Linked DNA regions of Mus musculus: all the other regions are linked to region 4. Evidence: chromatin contacts called from public Hi-C and HiChIP or PLAC-seq data. All regions are on one chromosome and are shown on one strand. Each heading gives the region's core, a stretch centred on a gene start, on an enhancer-like site or on the middle of the called end of the contact. The rest is flanking DNA. Distances are from core to core; before and after follow the strand shown.

Region 1 (4,696 bases), core at 2,034-4,533, 340 kb before region 4:
TGTGACGGATTACAGAATCGTGTGTCTCTGAGGGGATACGGCCTCCTCATCCTTCCTGCAGCAGGGTCTAAGCAGCTCAGAATGTAAGGGTTAATGGTTCTGTAAAGGAATGGGATTCCACCGGGTAAGGTTTTATTTCTTAAATTTCCAAGTTGAAAGACTATAGGTTTTGAGAGCTGGCCTGTTTAAAAAGCTGCATCTTAATGCGCCTCCAACTACGTCTCTTGTCTTGCTTGATTTCACGTCTTCTGCTTCTGATGGTAAATGTGCTGTTTAGACTGAACACACCGCCGGCATATGGCACCAGTGTTCACGTGTGCAGCGGACCTGCAGCCCCCACAAGGGGGCTGGAGGAGGGGCCTGCTCTCATCTCTAGAAGTCTAGCCAGGTGCAACCCAAGGTCCCTCGTCCTCCCTTCAGGAGATGTAAAAGACCATCTCACCCCAAAGGTGGTCTGGGACAAACTGGGTCCCAAGCTGAGCATCACTATTTATTTTGTAATGGCTCCGAACTGTGTATTCCTAGAAAAGAGTGCACCCATACCAGCCAGGAACGACAGACAGGTCTAGACCCATGCCCAGGCACAGGGCTATCTGCCCCTGAAGAATAACTGCGGATAGGCAAAGGAAATGGGGGTACATCTGAGCTTGGTGCAGTGGACATGCAATAGCTGTCCCAAGAGGGGTTCTGCTCACGATGACAGCACCTGTAGTGGGGAGAGCTCATCTGAAGTCCCCTTGCCCTCCCGATGCTCCCATGGAAAGCCGCAATGACCAGTCGGGGTGTGTTACCAAGCCCTAGAGGACTCTGGTTAGCTACACTGCAACCCTTGCTGGTGGATTAACCTCCACCCAAAGCGCACGTCTGACCCACCGAGCCAACGGTCAAGCTCCGAGCCTTTCTTCATCTCACCTCGTCTCTTGCATCCCGAGGAGGGTGCTCAAGGAAGACACAGGTGAGTTCCGCGAGGCCTCTTGCCCAAGACAGCACAACCACTAAGCAAGCCATGGACCTTTACTTCAAACCCTTCACACGGATCCTCTTCCCCTATCCTGGGGTTCTGATGCCAGGGGTGTCCAGGTTGTTCCTGCCCACGGCAGCTGGGTGCGAGGAGGAGGGGCAATCCTTGCACCTTCAAGTGGTCTCATCCGACCGACAGAAGCACACACACGTTATCTGGCCACATTACAGAGTCTCCAAATGACCCGGGTGTTGCTGGGAATTCAGAAGGCTTAGAAAGCTGCCCATTGAGGACCCTCACTGAGCTCTGACTCTGGGGATGACGTGGTGAACTGGCCGGTGGGTCTGAGGCTCTCAGAGGCTCTTGTGTTACAATCCAGGAAGCCTCAAATGTCACAGGTGGTCCTAGGAAGGTGAGACCCAGAGCCCAAGGCTCTGGCAATAGGCCACCTTCTGTTCCTAATCACTGTGCAGGCTCCTGTCTCTCCCTCTGCAGCGGCCAAGATGTTTGGTAATCCTTAGCGCAGACAAGGGACCCTGGTGCATGGGTGGCCCAGATGCTCAGCAGCCCAGGGTTGATAGCCCTGGGTCAGGTTCTGGGGGGTCTATCTTTACCATATTCATGTTTTCTCTTACACAACCTCCTGAGATTCCCTGGAGAGTTAATGGAGGGGCATGACAGATAAGCGCTCCTCCTACCCAAAATGACTAGCCTGAGTCTCCACAAAACCTCCAATGGAGGCCAAGAAATAAACCTCTTCATTTCCAGTCAGCTGTGCACCCAGCTGCTGTTTCTTCATAGTCTGATCCTGACTCTGACCCTAACCAGCTTCTTGTGTGGGCACCCTGTCCCTCAGCCTCTCTCCTTCACACTAGCCCACTTCAGAAGGGGGTCCTATGGGAACCCTCTAACTGGGCTGAGCAAAGGAACAGAGACAGACAGCCGGAAGTTCTTAGGATCTCAGGCCTCCCCCTAGAAGCTACCCATTTATGTGGGTATACCAGAGGGCTGAGGTGTGAATTCACAACAGGGTAGCCCCAAGAGCATGGGGAGACAGGCCAGAGGTGTGGGCAGCCCTGGTGGGTGAGGCCAGAGTACTGCAGCCTCAGGACAGCTGTGGCCAAGCTGGCACCCAGAATCTTAACCTGGAGGGCCTGAGGGAGCCCAGGGAATCCCCTTTCTCTCCCTAGTGCAGGCCTGGCGCCCCCACCCCCCCATCCCGCACGGATTCCGCATTGGGTGGGATCGCAGGACCCCGCCCCCTGCGCCTCTGGCCAGCTGGCAGGCGGAAGCTGAGACTCTGCGCGCACCTCCCTAGGGGGCATCCTGGGGATGTAGGGGCTCCTAACCGCATGGTTTACTGTCCCTAAAAGCCTGCCAGCCTGAGATTCCTGCCCAGTAGACTGAAAAAGTCCAGCACAAGCCCCCTCCTGAGTCTGAGCTTCAAGGCCTAGCTTCTCTGTCCCACAGGCAGGTGGCCTGCCTCCCCAGAGGCCCGGTGCGCGGTCCGCGCTGCAGCACAGCCGTGCTCCCCAGCCGCCACCTCCCCGCGGCCCCTGGGCTTGCGCGACTCGGCCGAGAAAGGAGCCTGGCTACCCGTCTCCGAGTCCTCCGCGTCTCGGCACGAAGTTCCCCAAAGTAACCGGGTGTCCAGAACCCCTGCATCCTACCTTTGGGCTTCCCCCGAGACTCCGCCCGCCGCCCCCTCCCGCGCCTTTGAAAAAGTTGCGAGCGAAGCCCCAAACTACAGTCAGCCCCCCGACCCGGTACCGCTCGCGCCCCAGGCGCCCCCACGCTCCTCTGCCACTCAGGGGCGCAGTTCCCCCAACCCCAGCCCGGGCGCCATGACGCGAGGAGAGTCGCGGGGCCACCAGCGGCGGCGCGGAGGCGGCCAAGTGCGGGGCGTGGGCGGCGGCGCGGGGCGCACGTGCGCGGGACCGGGGGGCGCTCGGGCCGGGGGCGCTTACCTGTTGGAGGTAGAGGAAAGCGGGCGGGCATGGCACGGAGTGCGGGAGCATGCTGCCGGAGTTGGACAGCAGGAGGCAGCCCGAGTTCGCCATGGAGCACAGCATGGGGCGTCAGGGGGGCGCCCGGCGGCCGAGGCGGCTCTGCGCTCGCTGCGTCCCTCGGTGTGTGCGCGCGCCCTGCCTCCCGGGCGCCCTCCCGGTCTCTCCTCCTCCGGGCCTCCCCTCCCCCGCTTGGCGCTCGTTAGGAGGGAGGCATGGAAAGGGGAGCGGCGCGCCTCTGCCAGGGGCTGCCCCTGTCCGGGGCGGGGAGGCTTGAGAGCGCGCGCGAGAAGATGGAAAGAGGATGGATGCGCTGCGCGAGAGGATGGATGCGGGGAGAGGGGAGCCAGTCACTTTGGAGCCACCGGAGCCCTGTCTGCAAAGAGTGGTGCGTGTGCGTGTGTGAGTGTGCGCGTGTGCGCGCGTGTGTAGCGGTGGGAGGGGGAGTCCCTGGCGTACTCCAACATCAAACGGAGCCCCGCGCTTGGGGGAGAGAACCCGGCCTACGGCACCACTGCCGGTCCCGCACTTAACCCCTCGCCCGCCGTCCTGCGCCGGGCCGCTAGCCCTAGAACCCCTCCCGCGGGCCCTGCGCTCCCCTCCTCTGCCGGCGCGCAGCCTCTGCTCCCGGCGGCGGTAGGGTCTGGGACCTCCGTTGGCCCCCGATGGTCTAGGCTGCGGTGGAGAGGACAGTCTCTGCGGCCCACCGACCGGAAGGCGCTCGTTCTGCCTGCTTCAGAGAAGCGCCTCTCCTGAGGGAGGCCGGCTCCGCGGCGGGGAAGTCGGTGATGTAATGAGGGCATCTACGCAGAGGCTTCCGTGCTGGGAAGGCTTTTCCAGCTGCTCAGTGCCCAGAAGCCCAGCCAGAGCCCTCCGAGAGTCTCTCTTGCCCCTCTGTTGGCCTCTAGGCCCCATGAGACACCTCAACAGCCTGCCGCAGGCTTAGAATCCTGTGGATACTTAATATGGGGGTGGGCAACGAGGAACAGTGGCCATCGGGTACCCTTCCTGCCCCATCGTCAAATGTGCTGAATTTGGTGTGCACACTCCAGGCCTCAGAGATCACAGCACCCACTTTTTGGCTTCAGGCAGTGCTGGACAGAGGCCTTGGTTTGCCCCTCATAGCACCACTGCAGCCTGCCCGCATACACCCGCAGCTTTACAGCCACACACATCCGGGCCTGCGCCCCTCACATTCAGTTTTACCAAGACAAGCCACAGGTGAGCCCAGCTCCGAGTGAACTGTCTCCCACTGCCACTGTGAGAGGCAGCCCCAGGGGGCACGTGCACAGCCTCGCAGCCTACTGACATATACCACGTCCAAGAAGGGGCACCGCCAGGTACCACGTACAGCGGCTGTGGAACTCGGCTGCTGTGGAACTCAACAGCTTTACCCAGGCTCTGCCCTTGGAAGATGACTGGCTTGCTAGTTTACATGGGGTCCTCTAAAATGTTGTGTGAGCTCACTGAAGTTGTTTGTTGTCCCTGGGCTTCCCCCCCCCCCCTTTCAGACTTAGAGGTCAGGTCGGTTGATTATCGCCCCTACTGTGTAGCACATGGAGGACCGGTGTCAGAAGATGCATGGCTGAGTGTGGTCTCCCTCCAGGCACTGCCTGGGAAGTGACATTGCACAACTTGGATGGCCTCTTGTCAGGCATCCCTGACCCCCACACTCACTGCTACACACCCTGCAATTGACCTTCCCCTGAGAAGGAAGACTGGGAGGAGA
Region 2 (5,041 bases), core at 1,823-4,322, 290 kb after region 4:
GCCTTGTGCTCTGTATCTTGAGATGGTGGGAGATGAGGCCACACGACATACACTCAGTCACACATGCGCGCATACACACACACACACACAGAGGGGGTGAATTTACAGAGACTGTGCCTGTAGCCATAGGACACCCACAGACTGGCTCAGTCTCCTTTACTGAATAGAGGCCAAGTGAGGGTATATCCAGGATGCCACCATGAGGGATAGCGCAAAGGTCATCCATTGTACTTCTACTAGGCAGTGCCCAGTATCTGTCTCTAGGCTGCTGTCTGTCTGTCTGCACAACCCAGGAGCCAGGCAATCAATCTTTGTTCCTGCACTTCATTAATGTGTGTGTGTGTGTGTGCATGTGTATGTGTGCGTGTGTGCACGTGCTTGTGCATGCGGAAGTCAGAGAACTCGGTTCTCTCCTTCACTATGAAGGTCCTGGGGACCAAATATGGGCCATCAAGTGTGACACTGGGAGCCTTGACATGCTGAGCCATCTCTCTGGTCCTTTGTCTAATAGACTTATCCTGTAGCCCATCTGGCCTCAACTTCCCGAGCCTCCTTCTTCTTTGGTCTCTTGAGTTCTGGAATCTTTCTCCTCACTCCTACACATACTTTCCGATTGCTTGCTGATTGGTGGCAAGGTTTTGTGTCTCCGATGCCGGCCTCTGTGTAGCCAAGGAGGATCATGGACTTCTGATCTCCCTGCCCTGAATGCCGAGATTACAGGCGTGGCCCCAACAGCTGGTTTATAAAGTGCTGGAGCTTACACCTGGCTTCCATAATACATCTCCAGGCCATATAGTTTTGAGGGTTTTGTTTATTTGTTTGTTTTGAGACAGGGTCTCAGAGCCACCACGGCTGTCCTGGAACTGACTATGTAGACCAGGTTAGCCTTGAACTCACAGAGAGCTACCTGCTTCTACCTTTTGAGTGCTAGGATTAAAGCCATGTGCCACACCTGCTTTAAGTCTGAATATCTTAAATGTTGAAAGAAAATCAAAAAAATATTTCACGGCTTACAAACACCATACTAAGCTCACAGCTCCGTGTCCGTGGCAAGGCTGGGGGCAGGGGGAGAGCAGGGGGAAGGAGCACATTTGCATATTTGAGTAGAGTCTTTTGCCACACAAGGTGGCATTCAGACACAGCAGCAGTGCCCATCTGGTCCACAAAGCACAAAATGCCAGCTTTCTGTCCCACCCCTCAGACCCTGGGACAGAAAATGCTAGCTAGTTCCAGCTAGATTCCACAGAGAGGCCAGGAGGGAAACAAGTTCACACAATAACAGTGACCACCACCCCCATGGTATCAAAATTCCTGAAACAGGCCTACGTCCTTTCTCTTTCTTTCTCTGAAGCAAGGTTCCGCTGTGTAGCCCAGGCTAGCCTCCCACTTGCAGCAGGTCTCTTGCCTCCCCCTCCCTCCTAAGATTACAGGCGTGAGCTAGCACACGGAACACTTTTGTCAGCCTTTAAAAAGACTTATTTTTCTTTGTTTATGAGTTTCATTTTGCCTGAATGTATGTGTGCGCCACTTGAGTGGGCCTGGTGCCCACGGAGGCCGGACGAGAACACCGACTCCCGTGGAACTGGAGTTCCAGATGGTTGTGGGTGCTGGGATCAACCACTGACATGAACAGGTACAGCTCCCATACTGTCATTTTAATATGTCTTTCCTCAGGCCCTACTCACCTGTGGGGACTTAGAACAAGACCCACTTGGCTGGCCTTAGAGACCAACTGGGCTGAAGTGAAAAGACAGGCGATCAAGGGGCTCCTTGGAGGCCACACACACATGCACACAAACATACAAGTGCACACCCAGGCACTGTAGTGTGTATCACACACGCACACACACAAACTCTCACCATAGCATGCATATGGAAGTCAGTCAGTTCTCAACTCCCATGTAATCTGGGCTTCCTGGCCTATGAGATCCTAGCGAGATCCTCCTGTCTCTGCCTTCCACACACCGTAGGAATGCTGGGCTTACAGATGTTCACCACATCACCTGGCTTTTTCTGTGGCTTCTTTTTCTGTGATCAAATCCAGGTTGTCAGGCCTGTCCCGCCAGCTCTATACCTGCCAAGCGATCTCCCAGTCCCTCTGTTTGTTTGAGACAGGGTTTCTCTGTGTAGCCCAGGCTGACCTAGAACTGGAACTCAATCTGTAGACCAGGCTGGCATCAAACTCACAGACATCTGTCTGCCTCTGCCTGCCGAGTGTTGGGATGAAAGGTGCTCACCACCACTGCCCGACTTCAGAGTTAGTGCCGTGGCCAGTAACTCAAGCCATTAACCTTGCTGAGTGACCCTCTCTACAACGGGACATGAACAGGACCTCGACTTTTGTCTTAGTCATTGACATTGATGTCAACAAAACCTGGGAAAAGCTGAACCATGTTCAAATCCCCATCCTGCCAGAAGCTCGCCAGGCAGCCCCACTAGGTGCCAGCGTACAGTAGGTGTCATCAGGTTCAGATCAGGATGTGCTGGAGTTAGGGAACCCTAATCTAGCACGCTCACCAAGAGGGGTGTGTGCACACATACAGGCAAGGTCATGTGACTACAGCGAAGGCTGAGGCTGAAGGCAGCAGGAACCAGAACAGACCCCTTGACCTTGTCTTCAGTGGCTGCTTTACGGTTCTTTGTCACTGTGGTCCTGGCACACCCATACCAAACTCTGAGCTGAGGGCTGAAGAATGTTGGGCATATAAAGACTTCCATCTGTCAATCTGGTCACCATGGCAACAGTGAGTGGTGCCCACTGTGCTGGACTCACTGCCCGGGCTCTGCATTTACCACAGGCCCTCACCAAAGCCCCATTTCACAGGCAGGGAAACTGAGGCTAGGAAGTGAGAACCTTGTTGAGGTCACAGTGGGGATTGTGGATCTAGCACAGTTCACACCTGGGTATCTGGCTGTGAAATGTACCAGGCTGCAGCCCTACCAGATCCCTGGGTCCCGGCCCACAGCCCCTCCTATTGTCATGTGTGAGCCAAATACACGTGTACATCGAGTAGCACATGGAAGGTCCGGGCACTGTCGAGACCCAGTCCAAATTCTTTGGCAGTGCCTCCGAGTTCCTGGAGTGGGTGGTAGCCAAAGCCTGCTAATGAGCAGGAAGCTGAAGGACAGCCAGCAACTGAGGGCCCAGTTTGCTGCCTGGGCATCCCTGACTTCCTGTCCTGACGGTGCGACCCTCCTGACTGTTTCTAGCTGTCCCCAGGGGTCTGCGGGCCAGTCCCTGGTCTCAGACCTGCTGCTGTCGTCCCCGGAGCTCCTGGGGGACCCCTGAAGGGCTACCCTCCAAGCTGGAGGTGCAGGTGGGGACAGCCACGTCGACTGGGGGTGGACTGGGGAAGGACAGCCTCCGCAAGAAGCCTGCCAAGTGCTACAGAAACAGACGGCGAGACGAGTCTTCCGCAGCACGAAACAGATTGCAGGGTGTCGAGCGAAGGGATGTTTTAAAGAAATAAATCGCAGTTCCAGGCTGCAGAAGCACAAACAAGCCCAAACAACGGCTCCCGGAAGCAGCAGCCTCCGGAGCCAGGATGGAGGGATGTACGGGTCTCCCCAGAGTTTCCTGAAAGGCAGGGGTGGTGGGCGGCTCAAACACCTGCGGAGGCCCACAACAGGGCTCAGGGAGATCCACCCCTCCTGGGCGCCCCTCCGGATTCCCTTGGTCTCAGCAGGACTCGCCTCCCTGACACCAGCAGGGGGCAGCACCCATGGACCCGGTCTCTTGCACCTGACCCCCATCCCAGCCCTCCTGGTCCTCAATGTGACTGTGTCGCCCACATGCCACCAGGCTCACCAGTCCTCTCCTACCTTTGGACCTCTCCACGTGCCCTTTATTCCCTGGCTGGCCCTTCCCTCCCTTCTGGTTTCTCTTCTCAGAGCACACTGGGCAGCCTCTGAGGGAACACAGAGGGTCAGGGCTGGGCAGAGAGGGCTTGCTAAGGCTGTTCCTATGTGTTCCTCCCTCCTCCCTGGCTCACCCTGGAGGATGCCCGCTCCAAAGATGGTTGCGCAGAAGGGGATCAGCTGGCTATTCAGGAAGCAACCCCGGGCATGGCACACTCCTGCCACCTGGAGCAGGGCTAGGGTGATGGGTTGGTGCCAGGAACCTCTGAAGCAGCACCCAGGCACCCACACTTCTAGGTTCATGGTTCCACCAAGTTTACTAATTCTGGAACCTTCTTAGATACTCGGATTTCTCTCTGAACTCTAAGCTGTCCTCTACGGGTGTGGGAGTAGAGGCTGCCACACCAACTATGCGTGGTAACACCATTAATAATTCAACCTTGTTACCGACCTGTTTCCTCCCAAAGGCAAAAGCACTTAGACCATCTAGTCTACCATGTTCACCCCTCAAGGTGGGCTGACCCCTCCTCAGTGCCTACAGAGTCAGGCGTGACACCTGTGTGACATCCACCCCAGCAGCTGTTCCAGGCTCTGCACGTGGCTTCCAGGAAATCTGTCACTCGCTCTCCATGAAAGCAGCCACTTCATGATAAACATTAATAAAATGAAAAGATCCACCCTGTTATGTGATGCTAGGGCAGACACCCTGGGGACCGGTCCTCAGGCCTACCTCTGAAGCAGCAGCAAGGAGATGCATGGGGATTTCAAAACCCCACTGACAGGAGCTGGAGACGTGGCTCAGCAGTTAAGAGCACTCACTGCTCTTCCAAAGGATCCGACTTTAGTTTCCAGTACCCACATTAGGCAGTTCATAACCATCTGTAACTCTCACGCCCTCTTCTGGCCTCCAAGGGCACCTTCCTGCCCATAGCAAACACACACACACACACACACACACATACACACACACACACACGGCATACACGAAGAGATAGAAGATAAATCAAGATCCTACAGACAACATCAGGCATGGTGGTGCACACCTTTAATCCCAGCACTTGGGAGGCAGAGGCAGGAGGATTTTTTAGTTCAAGGCCAGCCTGGTCTACAGAGTGAGTTCTAGGACAGCCAGGGCTATACAGAGAAACCTTGTCTTGGGAAAAAACAACAACAAAACGAACAA
Region 3 (4,999 bases), core at 2,236-4,735, 370 kb before region 4:
TGACAGGCCAACCACAGTCCACACTCAGGTCTGTATTCAGTTCCCCGGAGCAGTTCAGATACACTGTGTGATGTCCCGACCCAGATACACAGCATCGCCTCAAGCTAGGGGACCACAAGTTAGTGACATTAGCAGGTGGCACCATCCCCGTAGGAACAGAGCATTCTGTAGAACCTCAATATTCTGGTGACTGGGACCTCCAATGGCCCTGCTTGGTGGCTCCCTATCTCTACTGGGTGCCACCCTGCTGTGCCTGAGCACACTCACTCTCAGCTCCAGGGCCTGGAAGGATGTGTAGTCCTTTTGGTTGGTCACAAGGGGCTCTGAATTAAAAGCATGCCTTTCCTCCTGGTGACAAGGAGGGTACCAGGAGTCACAGCTGTGAAGCCAGGGAGGAGCACAGCTCTCCTGTGGGTGGGCACATGGCAGGGGATCAGACTCTTTAGGACAGGGATGGGCTCATCAGAATCAACAGGAAATAGAGCCCTCCCTCCCTCAGACGGGGCTGAAACAGGACCCAGTGCTAGAAATCAGCCACGAGTAGATACAGCGGTCTGAGGACATCCCTGTAACAGTGACAAGAGATGGGCAGCCAGCTCATGGCTGTGTGGACTTCTCTCAGACTTTAACCAGGTAAGGTGGGTCTCAGAATCCCCACAGTCCACTGGGCAAACTGAGACCAAGAGCAGACAACGAAGTCTCAAAGCTCCGCCCACCCCACCCAAGAGTTCTGCCCCAGGGTCCTGACACCCACCAGCTCCACCTTGTCAGAATCTTCCTGTTTAGTGCCTTCACAGACCCCTCCCACTCCTGAGTGGCACACGCAGCTGACGCCCTCACTTCACAGTTGAGGAAACTCGGCCTGTGAAGAGTCGTGGAACACCCCCACAGCCATGCAGCTTAACAGGACAGCCAAGAACCCATCTTGTCTGTGCCTATGGCGATTACCTTCCTCTACTCGGAACCAACAGGGGGACCATGGTCAGCAGAAGACAAGACCAGGCCCTGGTGGACTCAGTCATTACTCATGGTATCCCTGGATGCTCAACATTTATCACCTGAAGGGAAGGGGCCCATCTTTGTCTCCAGATGCTGCCTGGGACCAGACACAGACAGTAAGTACTGAAGAGCCACTGCATGGGGTGAGCGCCTCCGGCATGCAGGCACTCTCATTGATATCGCCTGCAAGCACACAGCAGGTCAGGCAACTATAAGTCTTTGCTTTTGCAGACTGGGAAACTGAGGCTCAGAGAGACAGACTAGAATCCCACAGGCCTTTCCCCTTGGACCAGCACTGCTTAAGTCGTGTGCCACCGAACTCCAGGCTTCTGGGGGATTCTGGAGTATTCTAGAAAAATATCCATGGCCCAGCTGGGGACAAGAACCTGGGTTCGGATCCTCAAAACTCACATAAAAGTCGGATGTATCAGTACATGCCTGTAAGGCCAACACGGGGGCGGGGGCGGGAAGGGGGAGCGGTGGACACAGGAATTCCCCCTGGCTGGGGACTTGCTATGCAGCCTTTTTAGACAAGAAAGTGAGATTCTGATTCATCAAGGGGCCGGTGGAGTGCAGAGGAAAGATAGCATGTGCAGGTGCCTGCATGAGTGAACACACCCTCATGCATATGTACACATACTTGAAGCAGCACACAAATACACCCCCACACATGTGTGTGCACACAAGCATCATGCTCACAGCCAAACTTCCTGCAGAGTTTCCTTGTGCTGTCACTGTAAACTCAAGATGTGCAATCTTACTGTAAGGAAGTGGGATTACTTTCCTTTTGGCCAAAGGCACAACAGACATCACCCTGGGGCAAGGAATGCTGTGGTGGTTGGGTAGGCTGATTCTTTAAAGGACACCTGGCTATGGCTGCAAATGGTCCCTATTTGATTATGCTGAAGGCCCTTGCTAGGTGACAAAAAGGGCCAGGCTCTGACTGGCAGTGACTCCTACAAAGAGCTGAGGGCCACAGGACACAGCTGGGGACAGAGGCACCAAGGAACTTTGGATTACACGGCTGACTGCTGGACACCAAATGCAATGGCCATTTCCTGAGGGCCAATGTGGACAAAACTCTGCACTAGAGGGGGATCGGCAGAGTAGCGAGGGCAGGTGATGAGGGGTACATGGTGGCTCTCAGCAGCTGTGGATGCAGGCAGACGTGAGGTCATGAGTCCGGGGTGGTGGTGCACCCGAGTGCCCCAAAGTGTGGCAGTACTGGGGACAGTGGACAAGATTTGGTCTTTCTAGAATATTCCAGGAGAATGGAATTCATTTTATTCCTTTAGTAAGCACAGTCAGTGGAAACCAGACAAAGCAGGAGGTTGGGCCTGGAAGGTGAGCTCAGCTGGGCACCGGGGTGGGGGACTTCATCTACTTTGCCAGTTGCCTTCAGAAGAAAGAGAGCCACAGGAAGATCAGCAGCAGGATACCTGCCTGCGCTCTGCAGGGGTCTGCCCTAGGCAGCTAACTCAGAAACTAACTACATCACAGGACACCAGGGCAAGATTTCTCTTTCCATTGGCTCAGTGAGGGTGAACAGGGTGCCTGAAATCACGCAGCAAATCACCGGAGAGAGGCTGGTGCTTTGGTGGTGCTGGACATTCAGGTGCCCCAAAGCCACAGCCAGAGTCAGGCTGCTCGGAGCCTGAGTCTTAAGTGGCTGAGGATTCCCCAGACAGATGGTTGGGGATGAAGTGGTTTCTGAACAGGTAAATTACCCCCAGCCCCAGGCAGTTTGCAGACTGGATGTGACCAGACAGCAGGTATCTAAAAAGGGTGTTTTGATACCTATTCTGTATCTGGACACACCAGGGGGCTTAGAAGAACCAGTCTGGGCTCCCAGACCTCAAAGGAGGAGGAGGAGGAAGAGGAGGAGGAGGAGGAGGAGAGATCTTGGTGAGAGCTGAGTGGTGACCTCCTGGGGCTCCCCAATGTCTCTGAGTTTGTGGGATTAAGGAAGGAAAGTCAGCCGATCTTACCCTATGATGCTCTTTGAAATATAATACGATCTGGATCAGGGGAAATTAAACACCGCCGCTTTTAACCAGGGCCACGCTAAAAAAACGCACGCTCGCCATAAATAAAAATACGATTTGCCACCTTGACGCTTTGATTTAACGAACACCCTGTGTGCCTCATTTGTAATTACTCCCTTCCTCGCCTGGGCCAGCTTCAGGCCCTCACTATATCATCCATGCCCAGTTGGGCAGTTGGCCCAGGAGCGCACAGGGGCAAGCTGTGTGGAGAGGGCAACCCTGTCCAGAGAGGCAGGAGTATGGGGCTTGAATGTGGCTCATTATGATTGAGATTAAACTGAAAAATCAATTTTTAATTGAATGTATTCTTTGAACAGGCCCCGCTGCCCATCGCTGCACACTAATGGAAGTTTCTACTCTGAGCTGCCCTGCCTTGCATGACAGACCCTCCCCCGCCTCTGAACCCGGGAGGGCTGGCTTGCCTGGTAGAGCCCCACCTCCTGGCCTGTAATGAAACTGCAAGCTGGTGCTGTTGGAGACCAGTCGTGATGTGTGGGTGGGAGGGGCTGGCCAGTGGACGGCCTGACTCAGAAGGAGCAAAGGGGATTGCTCCACTCTGCAAGCTAAGTTCCTACCCCTCTGCACATGTTCCCTTCTGTGTCCCACTCTGTCCAGACCTTGGACTGAATGTTAATGAGGGAGGCCTGGGGCATGTGGAGACACTGGCGAAGAAGAACCTGACCCCTCTGCTCTACCCATTCAAGAGAAATGGCGTCCACCTCCTAGGGCTGGATTCACAGCTGGAATGACAAGAACCTTGATCCCTGTCTCTTCTTTACTTTTGTGGTATGGGGACGTGGACCCAGGGCAAATGCTCTGCCACTAAGACCAACCTCTTGCCTTCTAACTGAAACAGCTGCGAAGACAAGCTCAGGACCCACCAGAACGCCAGCTCCTATGCCCACACTGCAGAAGTTTCACCATTTGGGGATGGGCAGCTCACCGTGCTTCCTGCCACCAGGGTCTGCTGCCTCCTTAGTATTGCAGGATCCAGCCTCTCTTCCTGCATCAGCTGCCTGGAGGGACGCTGCACAGGCCAGACTTGGGTCTTTAGTCTCAGGAGTGGCTTTTGCTTCCCTCAGACCTTTGTCCTGGATACTCTGAGTTCTCCCCACCCTTGATTTCCAGCTCCTGGGGTGGGGTGGGGGAGCACCTATAGCAACAAGGTCCCCACAGACACGATGCCACTTTCACTGCCTGATGGTGGCTGGGCTTCAGACCACAGAGGCAAGGCTCCTTCCTAGTAGGTACCTTTGCTGTGGCCACAGATGACCCATTTAATTCTAAACTGATGAGACACCATGCACTGAGCCTCCTCAGGGGTGTGGATTTATGGGATGTTGTCCCCCAACCTGAGCTTGTCAGGACAGTGTTCTGTACCTGAGGGCCAGGCAGGTTCCCGGTGGAAAGGTGAGCGGGCTCACAGAACCCCCTAGCAAGAGACACTAACTCACTAAATACTCAGTCTTTGAGGATCTCAGCAGGATTGTCTTGCTCATGCTGACAGTCACAGAACCAAGACCAGAACTCAGGAGGTCCAAGGATCACTCTGCTGGGCAAACCCTGTCCTGGAGTCACTGAGTTCCTATGGGGCCATGGTATAGGGCCTGTTATGCATCTCACACCCATGTAATCCACCCATGAAGGCTCATGGTAGCTTGGATTCAGTGGTGTGGGGCCAGCTACCCATCAGCCTTCCCACTCAGGTGCCCATGGACCCGGTGCTCATCCCTCAGGGGATGGGGGAGGGCCCCCCCATGCTCAGGGCAATCTGTTGGTGCCCTCACCAGCTGCTTGGGCTAGCTCTGTTGTCTATTTAGGTCCCTCTAGCTAAGGCCAGCCCTCCCTGAGTCAATTCTCTTCGTACTTTGTTCAGTGAGCAAATGGCAGATGAGGTATTGATGGCTGTACGGTGCCAGCCTGGGCTCCCGAGGAAGCCGGGTAGCATGCCAGCA
Region 4 (4,505 bases), core at 1,970-4,469:
CCTCTAGCTTCTACACAGCAAGGGAGCAGGCAGGTACCAGGATGCCAGCTAGAAGGGCGCACAATGGAGACCAGACCCTGTTGAGCCAGCTCAGCTAAGACCAGGCACTACGAATTGCATCTTCTCTGCCAGCCTAGTCCATCTCCACACACCAAATAGCCCTTCCATCTCTCTTGCGTGGCTGCCACAAGACCACACACTGGGGAATGATGCCCAAGAGACCTCCTTACTGTAATTACCTCTGCTCTGGCCTGGACCTCCCTGACCCTGTTGGCATGGGGACTCCTCCTGTACCTTCCAAGCAGGATGAAGACTAATAAGCCCCGGATCTCAGTGTCCACAGGACACAAGACAGGCAGAGGTGGCAGAAGAGTGAAACGCTGCAGCTCGGCCCTAGCCCTGTCCTTGGTGCTGCCGCCCTCTGTGCGGCTGCGTGGCAGGTCAGCCTTTGCTCCTGACCAGCGTCTGTCTGGTCCCTGCTGAAGGGCAGTAAATTCACCCAGGCCTGCTGCGGCTCTGCCTGAGGTCGTGGAGCCTTTGCAGCGAAGGTGAAGGCACAGCATTGCTAGAGGCCCGATCTATAGGGACTTTCCTAGACTCTGGGCTCTTCCTATAGACCCAAGACTATCTGGTTGTTTGGGCCTCCGAGAAGGATGGTACAGAGTAATTGTCAGGGTTCTCTTTCATTAGTGAGAGTGGGAGGGCGGGCAGACAGTTGGAAACGTTGATCTATACCAGAAATCCTCAGGGCTTGGGGCAAACAGCCTGTATGACCTGGCCAACCCTCCCCTGGCACTCAGCTGCCTCCCTAGGAGCATCTAATGGGGTCTGATGCGCCCCGCTTCAGCTCTGCCTCACCTCCCTAGCCTCCTATGGGTTCCCCCATCTTCCCCTCTACAGCCCAGTGTTCCCAGAGCTCCAAGCCCAGCCGGGAAAGTAGGGGTTAAGCGCTGCTTCCCCGAGTGTGCAGTGCGCTTAGCTCCCACGCAGGGAGGCCTCTGGTCCCCGGGGAGGGCGGAGGCGGCAGCTCGATCCTCCCTCTGGGCCCAGGGGAGCTCCTCGCCCGCGGGGGACGAGGGGCTGGCTCTGAGAAGGCGCCCCCTGCCCCACATGCCCACCCTACAGCGGCCCTGACCACCTCGCCAGCGCCTCTCTTCCACCAGCAGGCGCCTTCTCTACAACTTTCTCCCTTCCCAGTAGTCGCTCACCTGGAGGGTCTGGTTTTAATTAGTGTAATATCCCCGTTACCAGCGCAGCCTGATTAAGACATCCGCCCTGATCCGCGATGCGCACTTAATGAGCTCAGTCTGCCATAATGTTTGTACTTTTTTTTTTCATTATTTTTTGCAGACCAGTAAAACCAAAGCTGATTTCTGCTGAAAGACCTCATTACCCGAGACCCTACTCCATTAGCCCCGTACCTGCTCTGGACCCTAGACTCCCCGATGCGCTCCCGAGGCGTCCCCAGCTTAGCCGGCGTTTGTGACAGAAAATTAACGACCCTGCGCGCACCAGAAGGCACTTCACCTCCAGCCGGAGGAGGAAGGGACTTGCCCAGAAGAAGAAAGGATCCCTCAGTCCCTGTCCATAGCTCCCACTGTGGGTGTCTCGCACATCGAGAGACTACTGGCGCCACCGGCGTCCTTTTTAAAAGTGACCATTAAATAATTAGAGTGCGTCTGAAAAGCAGAATCCAAAAGGGGGAGCGGGGATGTGGCTCGGCCATCCTGGACCCTCCTCACCTCGCAGCCCACACACACTAGCCGACGTCAGTGAGCTTCGTGAACAGCCAACCAACCCCCAATCTCATGCAAGACCCAAGATCCTGGGTCTGTTCCAGCTGTCTAATAGGGTCTCAATGCCCCCCCCCCGTGCTGGTCGCGTCTTGCTCCGGGTACAGACTGGGTGCGGGACCTGGGTGGCCAGGACACTGAAGGGCTGCATGCCAATGGATAGGGGCGAAGCTTCATCAGGGAGCTCCCAGAGGACCGCCGGCCTGAAGCCACCCCCTGACACCTTTCTCCTGAAGAAGACAGCCCCAGGAGAATCCCACCACCTCCCGGGGCCACAAGTCAGAAAGTTTGGGCTAGGGTTGTGCAGGCCACCTTAGCAAAGCTTTCCCAGCCGGGCTGTCCCAGCCCTGTAGCTGTGCCAAAGCGAGCAGTAACCTCCGATCCTTGCTCACGCCTCTGGGAAGACTCGGCCCCGAGCGCCCCCCAGCTCGCGGACTAGAGAGCCCTGTGCGCCACCCGCGCCTGTTCCACGCGTGCCGCTATGCTGAGGGCTCTGGTCCTCCCGAGAGAGCCGAGGAGGACCTCAGTCCTCCCACAACTCCTTGAGGTCATCAGTCAGTCCCCTCGGCCGGCTCTCCTCCTCCTGGACCCCAGCAGCCCTCCCGAGCCTGAGGATGGCGAGAGTCGCACGCCGTAGCGCATCAGGGTCGCCAGCCGTGCTTCCAGCCCTGCGGGTTGGGGCCGCCTCCCTGATGCGCCCCGCGGGCCGGGATCTCCGTGCGCCACGGCTTCCCCCCAATCCTGGGAGTTCCCAGAGCCGGGCATTGTGCCGCCGCCGCCGCCGCCGCCGCCGCCGCCACGGGCACGCAGCGCGCGGGACTCCCCGGTGTCTCCATGGAGCCTGACCCCGGGCCTTCCCATTTACAAAATCTCCCCTCTGGTTTCCCAGGGGAGCCCGGAGCCCGGAGCCACGACCCCAGCCCCCGCACAACTCGGGAACCCCGACCTCGCGCGCAGACCCCTGACCCCCAAGGGCGCCACCCCATCCTCGCGCGACCTCAGGTCTGTCCCCAGCCACGCTCCGCAGCCCCGCGTCCTCGCCGGCCCCGCCTCCCACTGCGGGGTCCCGTGCGCCCCTCCCCGGGCCGTGCCCACAGTCCCAGCCGGCCCCTCGCGATGGTCGTGACCGAGGTGGAAGCCCAGGGTCTGGCTACTCACGGGTTCAGCGTTCCCCACGGCAGGTGACGGGGCCCTGGCGGCCATGCCCCGGCTGCATCCCGGCCGCCCCGGCGAGCCGGCGGCAAGGGGCGCGAGAGGCCGGGTTGGAGCGGCGGTGGCTGCCGCGGCGTCTCCGGAGACCACGCGAGCTGCTGGGGCAGGCGCCCGACTGCTGTCCGAGGAGGTTTCCGCCGGTTCCGGAGCAACGGCTCCGTGTCCCCGCTCCGCTTGCCTCGCCGACTCTCTCTCTCTCTCTCTCTCTCTCTCTCTCTCTCTCTCTCTCTCTCTCTCTCTCTCTCTCTCTCTGCCACCCCCCCCTCGTTCCTCTGGCTGGCTCGGCTGAAGCGAGAAGGCAGCAGGAGCACGCGGCGGCGGTGGCGGTGGTGGTGGCGGCTGCACGGGCGGAGCGCGCAGCTCGGCGAGGGAGGGAGGGGGCTCCGGCGGTCGCGCGGCCAGGGAGGGCGGCGAGGCAGGGAGGGCCGCGAGCCAGCTGAATGTGGCCACAGGAGCCCTGGAGTCCCAGCTCCAGCCTTGGAGAACGGGGATGCGTAGGCTGGTGAGACTTGTAGGGCACCCTAGAGCTCAGAAGGAGCTGGGCTCCTCCGAGCTCACCACCACCACCACCGCTGTGGTCTCACCTCCCCTTCCTCCCTCCCTTCTTCTGGGCGACCTCAGTGTAAGTCATCACTAGCAACACTTAGCAGGACCCCTGCACCCTCGTTCCACTGGGACCGGTTTCTCTCGCTCTGCCCAGGGGTCCCTAGAAAGACTTGGTCGCTGAATGGCAGGAATGGATGTCCCCTCCCCCACGCCTCTCCAGCTAGTCTGCAGCGCCCGCGCCTAACTGGCCACTGGGGAAGACCCTTAATAGGCCTGGAGTTCCATGCCTTGCCTTCCTGAGAATCACAGAGCAGGCGGGGAGGCAGGAGGCCTACCCTGGAACAGGACACAGGGAGGACACACTTGTCCCCGCTGATAATCCTATGGCCTTAAATATTTCCATCCAGGTCAGTTAGGAGAACCTAAAACCAGAAGAGTTCCAGCCTCCCCCTAACCCAGGGAAAGGGAGTCTAGCGTGGTCTGAGGTCCGGCATCTCTAGTCTTGGGAAAAGAAAGGGGTTGGGAGGCAGGCATTGCCTCTGAGCTGTCAAGATGAGACCCAGGTACAACAGTGGGGCTAGTTACTGGCATTCAGCCCCAGAAGTGAGCAAAGAGGCTAGATGATACCCAAAGGCTTTAAACTGGATCCAGATACTGTTCTATATGAAAGACGAAAATAAAAGACAATCACCATGCAGTGCCTGGACTCTGGGACCTGCACTCTCAAAGGACATTTGCAATCTAAAAAACAAAAAACAACAACAACAAAACAAACAACAACAACAAAACATGATTAAAAAACAAGCCTGATACACGTTGCTGGATGCTGTTTGTAAAACCATCAGCTTCTTGCACCTAACTAAGCTTCCAGTGTGAGGCACATACCACGGAGCCTGGGGCCCTGTGGGTAGGGCAGCTAGACAGAGTAGAGAAGAGGGAGAATAAGAGAGGCCC

What was found. Hi-C and Micro-C count contacts between places; a contact is called where the count stands out from the background. HiChIP or PLAC-seq counts read pairs in DNA pulled down with a chosen protein or histone mark.
Region 1: a Hi-C map of cortical neurons shows a contact between it and region 4, with 4 times the contacts expected there. The contact joins the enhancer-like site here to the promoter of Rbfox3 in region 4. A contact is called at or near these places in 11 of 39 promoter capture datasets (the 3T3-L1 cell line, embryonic stem cells, epiblast stem cells and 5 more), 8 of 484 Hi-C or Micro-C datasets (cortical neurons, embryonic stem cells, nephron progenitors and 2 more), 9 of 115 datasets of contacts at active chromatin or transcription factors (embryonic basal ganglia, embryonic forebrain, embryonic hindbrain and 5 more) and 3 of 9 other capture datasets (embryonic stem cells, liver and pancreatic islet).
Region 2: a contact with region 4 is called in a Hi-C map of cerebellum, with 1.9 times the contacts expected there. The contact joins the enhancer-like site here to the promoter of Rbfox3 in region 4. A contact is called at or near these places in 1 of 39 promoter capture datasets (hippocampal neurons) and 2 of 484 Hi-C or Micro-C datasets (cerebellum and cortical neurons).
Region 3: an H3K4me3 HiChIP or PLAC-seq map of embryonic midbrain shows a contact between it and region 4, with 3 times the contacts expected there. The contact joins the enhancer-like site here to the promoter of Rbfox3 in region 4. A contact is called at or near these places in 3 of 39 promoter capture datasets (the HPC-7 cell line, liver and trophoblast stem cells), 1 of 484 Hi-C or Micro-C datasets (nephron progenitors), 4 of 115 datasets of contacts at active chromatin or transcription factors (embryonic forebrain, embryonic midbrain, neural tube and 1 more) and 3 of 9 other capture datasets (adipose tissue, liver and macrophages).

What each region holds. Positions count from the first base shown.
Region 1 is chr11:118,566,623-118,571,318 of GRCm38.p6, forward strand. All of the region lies in intron 4 of Rbfox3 (RNA binding protein, fox-1 homolog (C. elegans) 3), which reads right to left. Among named protein-coding and RNA genes, the nearest start is that of Engase, 92 kb to the left of the region's middle. Within about 2 kb of position 3,284, at least 37 of the 459 cell types and tissues checked have an H3K27ac peak or open chromatin away from gene starts, as enhancers often do. A contact at or near this core is called in cortical neurons and hippocampal neurons, where this site is marked.
Region 2 is chr11:119,195,374-119,200,414 of GRCm38.p6, forward strand. The region is part of intron 3 of Tbc1d16 (TBC1 domain family, member 16); the gene reads right to left. Among named protein-coding and RNA genes, the nearest start is that of Gm36111, 5.9 kb to the left of the region's middle. Within about 2 kb of position 3,073, at least 25 of the 459 cell types and tissues checked have an H3K27ac peak or open chromatin away from gene starts, as enhancers often do. A contact at or near this core is called in cerebellum and cortical neurons, where this site is marked.
Region 3 is chr11:118,531,361-118,536,359 of GRCm38.p6, forward strand. The region is part of intron 4 of Rbfox3 (RNA binding protein, fox-1 homolog (C. elegans) 3); the gene reads right to left. Among named protein-coding and RNA genes, the nearest start is that of Engase, 57 kb to the left of the region's middle. Within about 2 kb of position 3,486, at least 8 of the 459 cell types and tissues checked have an H3K27ac peak or open chromatin away from gene starts, as enhancers often do. A contact at or near this core is called in trophoblast stem cells, where this site is marked.
Region 4 is chr11:118,906,353-118,910,857 of GRCm38.p6, forward strand. It overlaps Rbfox3 (RNA binding protein, fox-1 homolog (C. elegans) 3), which reads right to left and starts at 3,220. Exons shown (of 15, transcript NM_001039167.1): 1 at 2,952-3,220.